Linked DNA regions of Mus musculus: all the other regions are linked to region 1. A link is a contact called in public Micro-C and promoter capture Hi-C data. All regions are on one chromosome and are shown on one strand. Each heading gives the region's core, a stretch centred on a gene start, on an enhancer-like site or on the middle of the called end of the contact. The rest is flanking DNA. Distances are from core to core; before and after follow the strand shown.

Region 1 (3,120 bases), core at 196-2,695:
CAGCCTCTATCAGCTCTTGCCTCCAGGTTCCAGTCCTGTTTGAGTTCCTGTCCTGACTTCCTCCAGTGATGGACTATGATCTGGAAATGTAAACCAAATAAGGCCGTTCCTTCCCAGCTTGCCTTATTTCTACAACCCTAAGACACTGTAGAAATTGAGATCTTATCCGTGAACACTAAGCACAGTCCCTGACAGTTTTTTTTTAAAATCTAGTTATATGGATAAAGTTGGCAAAATGGCTGTTCATATTCACGAAGCTGGCAGCCCAGTAGAAGCTGCTGGCTGCAGGTCACAGGGGTGCACCAGATGAGGGAGATGAGAAGTAACGGGACAGAATGGGGATAGGACGTGTCGGGGGACACTGCTCCAACTCTAGTTAAGTCCCCTGGGTTTAATTCCCAAACCACAGTTGGGATGGCGGTGAGAAGGCAATAAAAATAGGAAATCTCATAGGGCATGCTTATAATCTAGTGCTTGGGAGTTCGAGGTCAGCCTGGCTCAAGGCTAGCAGTGTAAGGATGGGGCCGAATAAATCCTGCGTGGCTCGCAAGGAACATGTCCGCAGGAGCTCGCTGCTGAGTTCACAGGGCGGAGCATCGCCAGCGGCTACCGCAGGCCTGGCTCGGGCCTGGTCTGGGTTACCCGGTCTCAAGGGCTTTGGTGGTGTTCCCTCTCATGGGCTTGCTTCGGCGGGCAGAGTGGCACGGGGCAAGAGTCGCATTGGATTAATGGAGCCACCAGCCCACCGTAAACGGCCAATAACCGCCTTGGGGTCAGGCCGAGGCCCTCCATCTTTGTGCCGCCCCTAGGGGAGCCGACGCCGGGTGCGGGCCGGCCCCCAACAGTCAAGTTTTTAAAAAGTCCGCGCGGGGGCCACCCGGGCTGATCCGTTGGGAACGGCCAGAATTCCCGCGAGGACGAAGCGTGCGGGCGACAGAGGGTTCCGCACGGGAGGCGCCGGGCCAGTGCTCGAGAGGAGCGCGCCCGTCCCGCGGCAGCGGAAAACGGAAGTGGGTCTGAGGAGCAGCCGCTGATTGGCCGGCAGGTCACGTCCCTCAAGGGGCTGGCGCGAACGCCACTGCGGAGCTGGGCCTGGGCATCCGGCGAGGGGAGGGAGGGAGGGACGACTGCGGGAACAGCCGCGCGGTCGCCAGGAAACGCTCCACGGAGACGCGCGGAGGGCTCTGGCGGGCGGTCTCCCGGGCCCCGCGGCCCCGCGGCCCCGCGTCGAGTGCGAGCGCGGAGGCGGAAGGAGCGGCGGTCGCCGAGGAGCCCCAGGCCCGGACCGGGGTGGTGGGGAAACCGCGGAGGGCGGGGAGGCCGCGACCGAGAGCGGCGCTGCGGCGCGGTGGGCGGGACCAAGGCGAGCGGCCAGGCGATTGGCCGGCGTCCCGGCGTCGCTTGTGACGCACCGCGCGGGGAGGGTGCGCGCGCCTTCAGCGGCCTCTTTGTGTGGTGTCCCGATAGGGGAGCGGAGGTGGCGGCCGCGGCGGCCCCGGTCGGGTTCCAGCGTCCTCGGCTCGCCCTCGGGCCGGCAGCGCGCCCCTTCCCTCCCCCTCCCGCCCCTTCCCCGCCGGCGGTGGCGGCGGCGGCCGGGCCCGGGCTCGGACGAGGCCTCGGCGACCGCTAACGGGCGACGGCGACGCGGCGGAGCGCGCAGGGCGGGGGCAGGGCCCGGGCGGCCGACATGGAGAACTCGCAGCTCTGTAAGCTGTTCATCGGCGGCCTCAATGTGCAGACGAGTGAGTCGGGGCTGCGCGGCCACTTCGAGGCCTTCGGGACGCTGACGGACTGCGTGGTGGTGGTGAACCCCCAGACGAAGCGCTCCCGCTGCTTCGGCTTCGTGACCTACTCGAACGTGGAGGAGGCGGATGCCGCCATGGCCGCGTCGCCGCACGCGGTGGACGGCAACACGGTGGAGCTGAAGCGCGCCGTGTCGCGGGAGGATTCGGCGCGGCCCGGGGCGCACGCCAAGGTGAAGAAGCTGTTCGTGGGCGGCCTCAAGGGCGACGTGGCGGAGGGCGACCTGATCGAGCACTTCTCGCAGTTCGGCGCGGTGGAGAAGGCGGAGATCATTGCCGACAAGCAGTCGGGCAAGAAGCGCGGCTTCGGCTTCGTCTACTTCCAGAGCCACGACGCGGCCGACAAGGCCGCGGTGGTCAAGTTCCACCCGATCCAGGGCCACCGCGTGGAGGTGAAGAAGGCGGTGCCCAAGGAGGATATCCACGCGGGCGGCGGGGGTGCGCGGGCGGCCCGGGGCGGGCGCGGCGGAGGCCGGGGCCGCGGCGGCGGAGGCGGCGGCGGCGGCCGAGACCAGAACGGGCTGGCCAAGGGCGGCGGTGGCGGCGGCGGCGGCTACAACAGCTACGGCGGCTACGGGGGCTACGGCGCCTACGGGGGCGGTGGCGGCGGCGGCGGCTCATACGGCGGCAGCGACTACGGCAACGGCTTCGGCGGCTTCGGCAGCTACAGCCAGCACCAGTCCTCGTACGGGCCGATGAAGAGCGGCGGAGGCGGCGGCGGCGGCGGCAGCTGGGGCGGCCGCAGCAACAGTGGACCGTACAGAGGCGGCTACGGCGGCGGCTACGGCGGAGGCTCGTTCTAGAAGCCGGGTTCCGGATGCCGGCGGCGGGCGCGGCCATCGTCGCCCTCCGCGCCCGCCCCAGGTGCCCTCGGGGGAAGCCGCTCACCCTGGGGGGCACGACACCCCCCGCTTGCCTGCCCGTTACCCCCCCTGAAGGTGGACTCGGCCCCACACACACACATTTTTGTGTTACAGTCATTGATGGACTCTATTTTTTTATTATTACTTGGACCTTGGTCGTTTTTATACTAGCAAAAAAATGTCTTGTTTTAATTTGTGTTTTTTGGGGGGGCGGGTGGGCGGGCGGGAGTGAACTTGCTGATTCTGTAGCAACACCTGGGTGGGGGTTGGGCGGGAGGGTAGTTTACTTTGTTGTAAGGACTTGATACCTGGCTACAGCGTTTTCTATGAAACCTACTTGGATCCCATGCCTGGAATTTGGAAGCATATGTACAAAAATCATTTTTACGTTTTATTTTTAATAAATCATTGTGTTTGACCGTACATGTCTAACATTTTTTTTTTCCTAGGATCCA
Region 2 (3,120 bases), core at 436-2,935, 1.5 Mb before region 1:
CCAGAGGATCTTAAAGAGAACAATAGGACACGGTCATTTTTAAATCTCAAATACGCAAAAATTCTTGTGCCCAGTTAAGTGTGTGTACAGGTAGGCACTGCTATCACGGACTGATTATCTAACCTGTTGAAGTTAGGAAACTTTAGGAGAAAACTGTCAAGGAGCCGGAAAGAGCATTTGGTACACAATCATGAGAACCAGAGTTCAAACCCCAGCATAAGCCAGGATTCCTGAAAAGGCCTATAACTCCATCTCCAAGGGATCCAACGCCTTATTCTGCCATCCACATGCACTCAAGTGTGAGCACCCTCACACATATGTACAAATACAGAAAGAAAAATCTCTCTTTAAAAAAATCGCCAACATCCGTATTTAAAGTTTTACCCGATATACATTTGCTTTAGACCAAAAGTAAAAAAGCAAAGAGCAGAGTAATGTATGGTTATCAACACTGAGCCTGACATCATACTCCAGGCTTGTAATCTCAATATCCAAGAGGAGCAGGAAACTCAAGGTCATCTCCACAACAAGAACATTGTCAGCCTGGGCTACAGGACACGTTCTCAAAAACAAAACGACAAATCTGAGTAAAAAAAAAAAAAAAAAAAAAATCACAAGGTTGTCTTTCTTTTTTTTCTTATTCTTTCTTTCTTTCTTTTTTTAAGTCAAAGTTGAGAAAACCTCATGTATCCTGCCCCAGGCTTTGAACCAAAAAGCCCCCAAATTCAAAACTCACCTCGACAAGCATCTTCAAAATCCTGGGTTATGTCCACCCAGCTTGTGCTACTTTTTTCCATTTTTTCCGGGACCCCGAGCTCCCATCCCGAAGCATCGTCGTCTACAGTAGCTTTCATAACCATGATGCCTGCAAAGGGAACATTGGTGTGAGGCTGGGAATATAGCTTTGGCAGGCACAGGAGCTGCAAAACTGCCCCAAGTGTTGGGTGAAAGACTTCCAAAACTCTGCAGGCAGAACGCCTTTGAATTCTGCAAAAACAAACAAACAAAACCCAACCACCTAGCTTTGAGCAACCTGACCTCACATAAACCGGGCTGCTGCTCCCGCACTGATTCGCACTTGCCAGGACTCACAACTTCTTCCAATCCCTCCAGAGATCTTCAAGCATCCCAGCCCAAGACTACAAGTCCGGAGACGCCGGCTGTCAAGCCCGGCCTCCGGGAATCAGAGCCACCCTCAAAGCTCGGCAGCGACCGAGCATCCTTCACCTGGCGGGCTTCGCAAGACCAGGGCCTTGCCTCGCCCTGCAGGCGCCTCCGCAGAGACCCTGGCCCACCGCGGGCCGAGCGCCACTGAGACCGAGATCGAGGCGGAGACCGGTCCACGCGGGGAACCGGCAGCAGGCGGCCCTCGTCGCCCGGGCGACACGGGCACAGCCCGGCCTCCCGGCGCGCGCCCTCGGCTCCGACCCGAGGCGCGGCGAGGAACCGGCCGCCGGTGCCCACTCCCTGAGATCCGCCACGGCGGACTTCGGGGTCGTACCGGCCCCACTTGGGCCACCCCGGATACTTTCCCACGACCACCCGCGTCAAAACGCACCGTCCGCGCCACGGAGATAACGACACCGACAATACCGTCGCCGCCGCCGCCCCCTCCCCTCGCAGCCCCGCCCCGCCGGCCGCGTGCACGCATGCGTACGCCCTGGGCGCGCGCTCCCGGCTCCCGACTTTCGGGACTCCGCGCACCGACCACGCCCCCTCCCTCACCTAGGCCGCCGCATCCGGGTAGGCGCGCATCCTCTCTTCTCGCGGGATTATAGCACATCGCGAGACCGGAAACCATGCACCATTTTCCTCCCCTCCGGCCGAGACCCGGCCGTGGGCGGAACCCAGAGAGAGGCGGAGCCTGGAGTGCTTCCTGGGAAACTCTTTAAGGTGACTCAAGGGTGAAGGGGAGGGGTAGGGCTTCCGGGGAGGGGCCAGCTGCCGGCCGTATTGCTGTTTTGTGGTTGTGCAAACTGACCTTATTTATTATGTCTTGCATTCAGCGCGCAAGCACTTTGTAAAGGAAAGAAAAATAAGACATTTACATCGAGCTTGCTAGCACGTTTCTTCCAAACTCAGATGTTTTAGTTTTATCTTAATAATCCTGACATAAAGTAGATTGGGTGTGGATGTGGGTGGTGTTTGGAAAGGAACCCAGGTCCTTTAATTAATGAAAAAATAAAAATATTTAAAAAGGACACGACTGCTTCTAAGTATGGTGGAGGAGAAGGTTGAGTGTAGGTATGAAGGAGAGCATAGCCAGAGTCAGACATCCAGAAGGGTCCAGAGGGAATGTGACCCTGAGCCGGCTCACGGGAGGAGAGCAGAGAGGAGAGCGGGGAGACCAAGGGGCCAGGGGAAGGGGTAAGAGAAGAACCAGGTAACCAAAATGTCTGCGAAGGCAGCTGGGGGGCAGTGCAGCCCAGCCCCTGTGCTGGAGTAAGGGGGCCGGGTATGCCAGCCATAGCTTCTACCAGGTAGAGACTGGGATTCTAGGAGAACGTTCCGTTCCGCCTATACATGTTAAATAGGTATCTCCGTTAGCATTTGTCCCAGGGTTGAGAGCTAACACTCAGTAAGAGTACACAAGCAATCTGTCATTGGGCTGTATCCTCGGACTTCATGTTGATTGTTTAAATTTTTTAAAAATTGTTTCCCCCATGGAGTGTATTTCCTGAGGACAAGAACTTTGTTTTCGTTTAAATTGCCCTAAAAACGTAAGGCATGTAGTTAGTTCTCCTTAGAAGAGGAGAATGAGTAAAGAAATCGCACAAACTGGTTTAATGACCTTTTGAGACTCCAGAAGAAACCTAGAAAAATGTGAACAGGGTTCATCTGATTTGTTCAATATTGTGTATAAGGGCGTGACAAACACTAATTTGATAAAGATTCATGGAGGGGGCGGCTGTAGAGATGGATCATAGGTTAAGAGTGCTTCCTGTTCTTCCACAGAACTTAAGTTCCATTCCCAGGACCCACTGGAGGTAGCACAGCTACCTGTAAGTGTGGTCCAGAAGTGCACTGGCATACGGGTGCTGTACACTCAAGTAGACACATAAATAGATCTTTTTAAAAAATAAGAGGATATATGGGCTTGAGAGATGACTCAGTGTTTAA
Region 3 (3,120 bases), core at 347-2,846, 1.4 Mb after region 1:
AAGGGTAAAAGGAATAATGTGATTTGTTACTACTGCTACTAACCTCATCTGGATCATAAGCTCTGATAGAGCAGTTGAGTGTGAAACCGTCCTGCTCCATGGAGGAACTGTTTCCATACAACAGGCATTATGGGCTGGCATCTAGCAGAAACCCTCAACTACTACTCTAAGCGTTTCTAAACCTACTGGGTTTTCAACTTTAACGGTAACTCCCATACACTAAGAAAATCCAAGCACTCTTTGTTTAAAAAAGAAACACACAGCCAGAGTTGGTGATGGCTCACCCCTGTAATCCCAGCACTTGGAAGCTGAGGCAGGAGGATTGGCCAGAGTTCAAGGTCTGCCTAGCAAAACCCTGTCAGAAAGAAAAGAAATCACATGTACCCTTTCGCTTAGCCTCTGTCAAAGCAACCAACAAATTCCATTGATCGCCCAGTGTCCGTTGCTAGGTAGGCATACACTTGATAGTGCTAGGCAACAGGCATGATGTGATCAACTCCACCAGACTTCAAAACTTTTTCCACAGAAAGATAAACAAGATATACTTAGCACCACACCCATCTAAACGCAGCAGCAGCCAGAAATACCCACCCCCCACCCCCCTCCAGCTGCTCAGGAAACACTGTCTTTTACGATCAAGATAAAGATCTAGCCTACAGTGTTCGGCCGTTCCTGCCTTCCAGGTTGGCCGGGACTCCTTTCGCCGGGGCCATCACAAACCGGACACACACACACACACACACACACACACACACAGAGACACGCTTCGGATCGCTGGCACACCTCCAAATACCTCGACCATCCCCGCCAGCTCCTTCTGCAACCGAAAAGTCCGGGCCACTGAGCATGCTCTGACCCTAAGACGGCCGCCACCGGGGAAGTTCCCAGAGCTTAGGGTTCCCGGCTCGGCGCAGCCAGAAGCGCAGAGGAGAAAGGGCAGGGGGAGGGGATGGAGTCTGAACTTGGGCACGCATGCCCAAGGGAACCACCGGGACCGGGGCAGAGACAAAAGCTGCTTCGCTTCCTCACACAAAGTTTAGCGCAGCGAGGGAGCCTCTGCGACGTCCGGAGAGTGACGGGCGGGCGAGCGGGCGGGCGGGCGGGCGGGCGGGCGCAGGGGCGGGTCGCCGCCAGCCGGCTGGCCGGAGTGTAATTCCCACCGATAAGCGCGGATCCTTATCTCCCAGACACAAAGCGGCGGGGCGCGCGCTCGGCCTAGGCCGCCTGCGCGGCTCCGCGCGCGGGCCCGGGCGTCGGTGGCGCGCCGAGGTGGCAGCGGCCTCGTCCGCGCCGGCCTCGTCGGCCGCGCGGGGCCTCCTTAGCACCGGGGCCTCCCGCGCTGCGCGGAGCCCCGTCCCGTGCCGTCAGGTCCCGCGTGGGGAGCCTCTAGGCCTCCAGCCTCACGCGGGCCGCTGCCGCCGGCGCTTGTCCCTCCGCCGGGCCCCGAGCGCCCGCCCTGGGGCCCCTCACTCACCTCCCCGCCGCCCAGGCGCGCTCTCCTCACGCCGTCGCCGCGCTGTGCACGCGCCGCAACTTTATTAGCAGCTCGGCCCCGGGACAAGCGCTCGGCGCCCGCTCGCCGGGGACCCGGATGATGAGGGGGAGGGGGGGCGGCGGCGGAGGGCCGCGGCGGCCGGCGCATGCGCGTCGGGAGTGGCCGAGGCCTGGCTTCTGCTGTCCGCAGCGAGCCTGGAAGTGGCACTTGGGTTAGCCAAGCTCACCCGCCTTATAGCGAAACGGTCGTCCTCGCTCTGGAGAGCTGGAGACCTTTCTAGCCAATCTAAAGCGTTAAAAAGTATCTTCAGCTACAACTTCGCCGTTTTCATTGATTTGTAATAGAAACCCTAAGAGACAGAGACCTCTGGCTGAGCATCAGATACCACACAGCTTACTAGATGTAGCCTTAATATTGCTCCCAAAGGGGGAAAATCCTCTGCAGGTGGAGATAGTGCTGAACCCGGAGCTGAGGACGAGTGGCCATTTCTCAGGACACAGTCCCAGCTGTTCACGGGACACCGCCCCACATCTGGAAGCCGGGAGCGCCTTGAGCTCTCAGGCTTCAGCAAGTGGAGGCTTAGAGGTGCTCGAGCTGTCTTACAGGGTAGCTCTGTACTAATCCGGCTGTCTGGCTTCTCTTCCCCTCCAAACGGTCAGCTTGGACAGCAAGGGAAAGCTTTTTAAAATAGTTTCGTGTTTATTTTTAAAGGTCTTTAAAACTGATCCCCCCCCCCCCCACACACACACACCGGTTTTCTTTTTGAGTAAATTGGAACTATTTTTAACCTTTCCCAGTCAATCCCATCCTCCAATATCAATTCTGTAGATCCCTAATTCTGACAGTTTCTCCTCACTTTTATTACCACCTCCTCCGCCTGAACCAGGGTCACCTCACTTGACACACAAATGCGGCGGTTTCCATGTTTCTCCAGACTCCAACGGCTTGTTTCTATTTGGAAGAGATTAAATAAATGCCGTGAGGAGGCGTTTATGGAAGCAGCCATGTCAAAGGGTGATAGGTGAGAATCCGGCCAGAGCTGGGGAACTAGAGAGAGAGCACCAAGGGAAGGCAGCAGCTGTGACTGCAGCCAACCATCCGCAGGAAGAAATGTGGCAGTGTCCGCCCATTATTGGCAGATCTTCTGGCTTTTCGAAGAAAGTTGGAAATGCATCTTTTTCTATACTAAAAGGAAATCACACATTTATCTGATCAGCTGCCTCTTTGTCTCTTTCCTGGGCTCCCTGACCTGCCCTCCCCTTCTCTTTTTTAGACATTGAGAAGACTCACCCTGGTACAAGCCAAACAAAACAAGCCCATGGTCCCAATATAGCCTACAGGCCATCAGTGTGCAATCTCAGGTCTCCATCTTAAACTTCTTTACTACATCATAAACTCTGCGCAGGAGGACTCTGTATGCGCCAACACTGCCTGGCTTACTGATTCCTGGCTGTTAAGTCTTTGCTGTTACCGGCCCTTGGAAGGCATGGCTTCTGGAGCCTGGCATGGATTTACAACTCCCAGACGTACCTATAACCCTACTGAAAGAATGCCCTTTTTTCGGAACTGATGTTTGCAGCCGACTTTGCTTAATATTGTGTGTATCAGCGCCGTTCCTCACTTCA

Evidence for each region. Hi-C and Micro-C count contacts between places; a contact is called where the count stands out from the background. Capture Hi-C pulls out chosen DNA fragments and counts their contacts.
Region 2: a contact with region 1 is called in a promoter capture Hi-C map of adipose tissue, with 3 times the contacts expected there. The contact joins the promoter of Naa35 here to the promoter of Hnrnpa0 in region 1. A contact is called at or near these places in 2 of 39 promoter capture datasets (liver and pre-B cells), 1 of 484 Hi-C or Micro-C datasets (B cells), 8 of 115 datasets of contacts at active chromatin or transcription factors (astrocytes, embryonic forebrain, embryonic stem cells and 5 more) and 2 of 9 other capture datasets (adipose tissue and liver).
Region 3: a contact with region 1 is called in a Micro-C map of the G1E-ER4 cell line, with 11 times the contacts expected there. The contact joins the promoter of Smad5 here to the promoter of Hnrnpa0 in region 1. A contact is called at or near these places in 9 of 39 promoter capture datasets (the 3T3-L1 cell line, 3T3-L1-derived adipocytes, the C10 cell line and 4 more), 4 of 484 Hi-C or Micro-C datasets (B cells and the G1E-ER4 cell line) and 4 of 115 datasets of contacts at active chromatin or transcription factors (embryonic stem cells, large pre-B cells, pancreatic cancer cells and 1 more).

The regions. Positions count from the first base shown.
Region 1 is chr13:58,126,881-58,130,000 of GRCm38.p6, reverse strand. It overlaps Hnrnpa0 (heterogeneous nuclear ribonucleoprotein A0), which reads left to right and starts at 1,445. Exons shown (of 1, transcript NM_029872.1): 1 at 1,445-3,120. The coding sequence starts at 1,688. The coding sequence ends at 2,605.
Region 2 is chr13:59,583,898-59,587,017 of GRCm38.p6, reverse strand. It overlaps Naa35 (N(alpha)-acetyltransferase 35, NatC auxiliary subunit), which reads right to left and starts at 1,685. Exons shown (of 23, transcript NM_030153.2): 1 at 1,559-1,685; 2 at 737-865. The coding sequence starts at 860. A230056J06Rik (RIKEN cDNA A230056J06 gene) reads left to right here and starts at 1,795. Exons shown (of 2, transcript NR_045633.1): 1 at 1,795-1,893.
Region 3 is chr13:56,701,486-56,704,605 of GRCm38.p6, reverse strand. It overlaps Smad5 (SMAD family member 5), which reads right to left and starts at 1,596. Exons shown (of 7, transcript NM_008541.3): 1 at 1,475-1,596.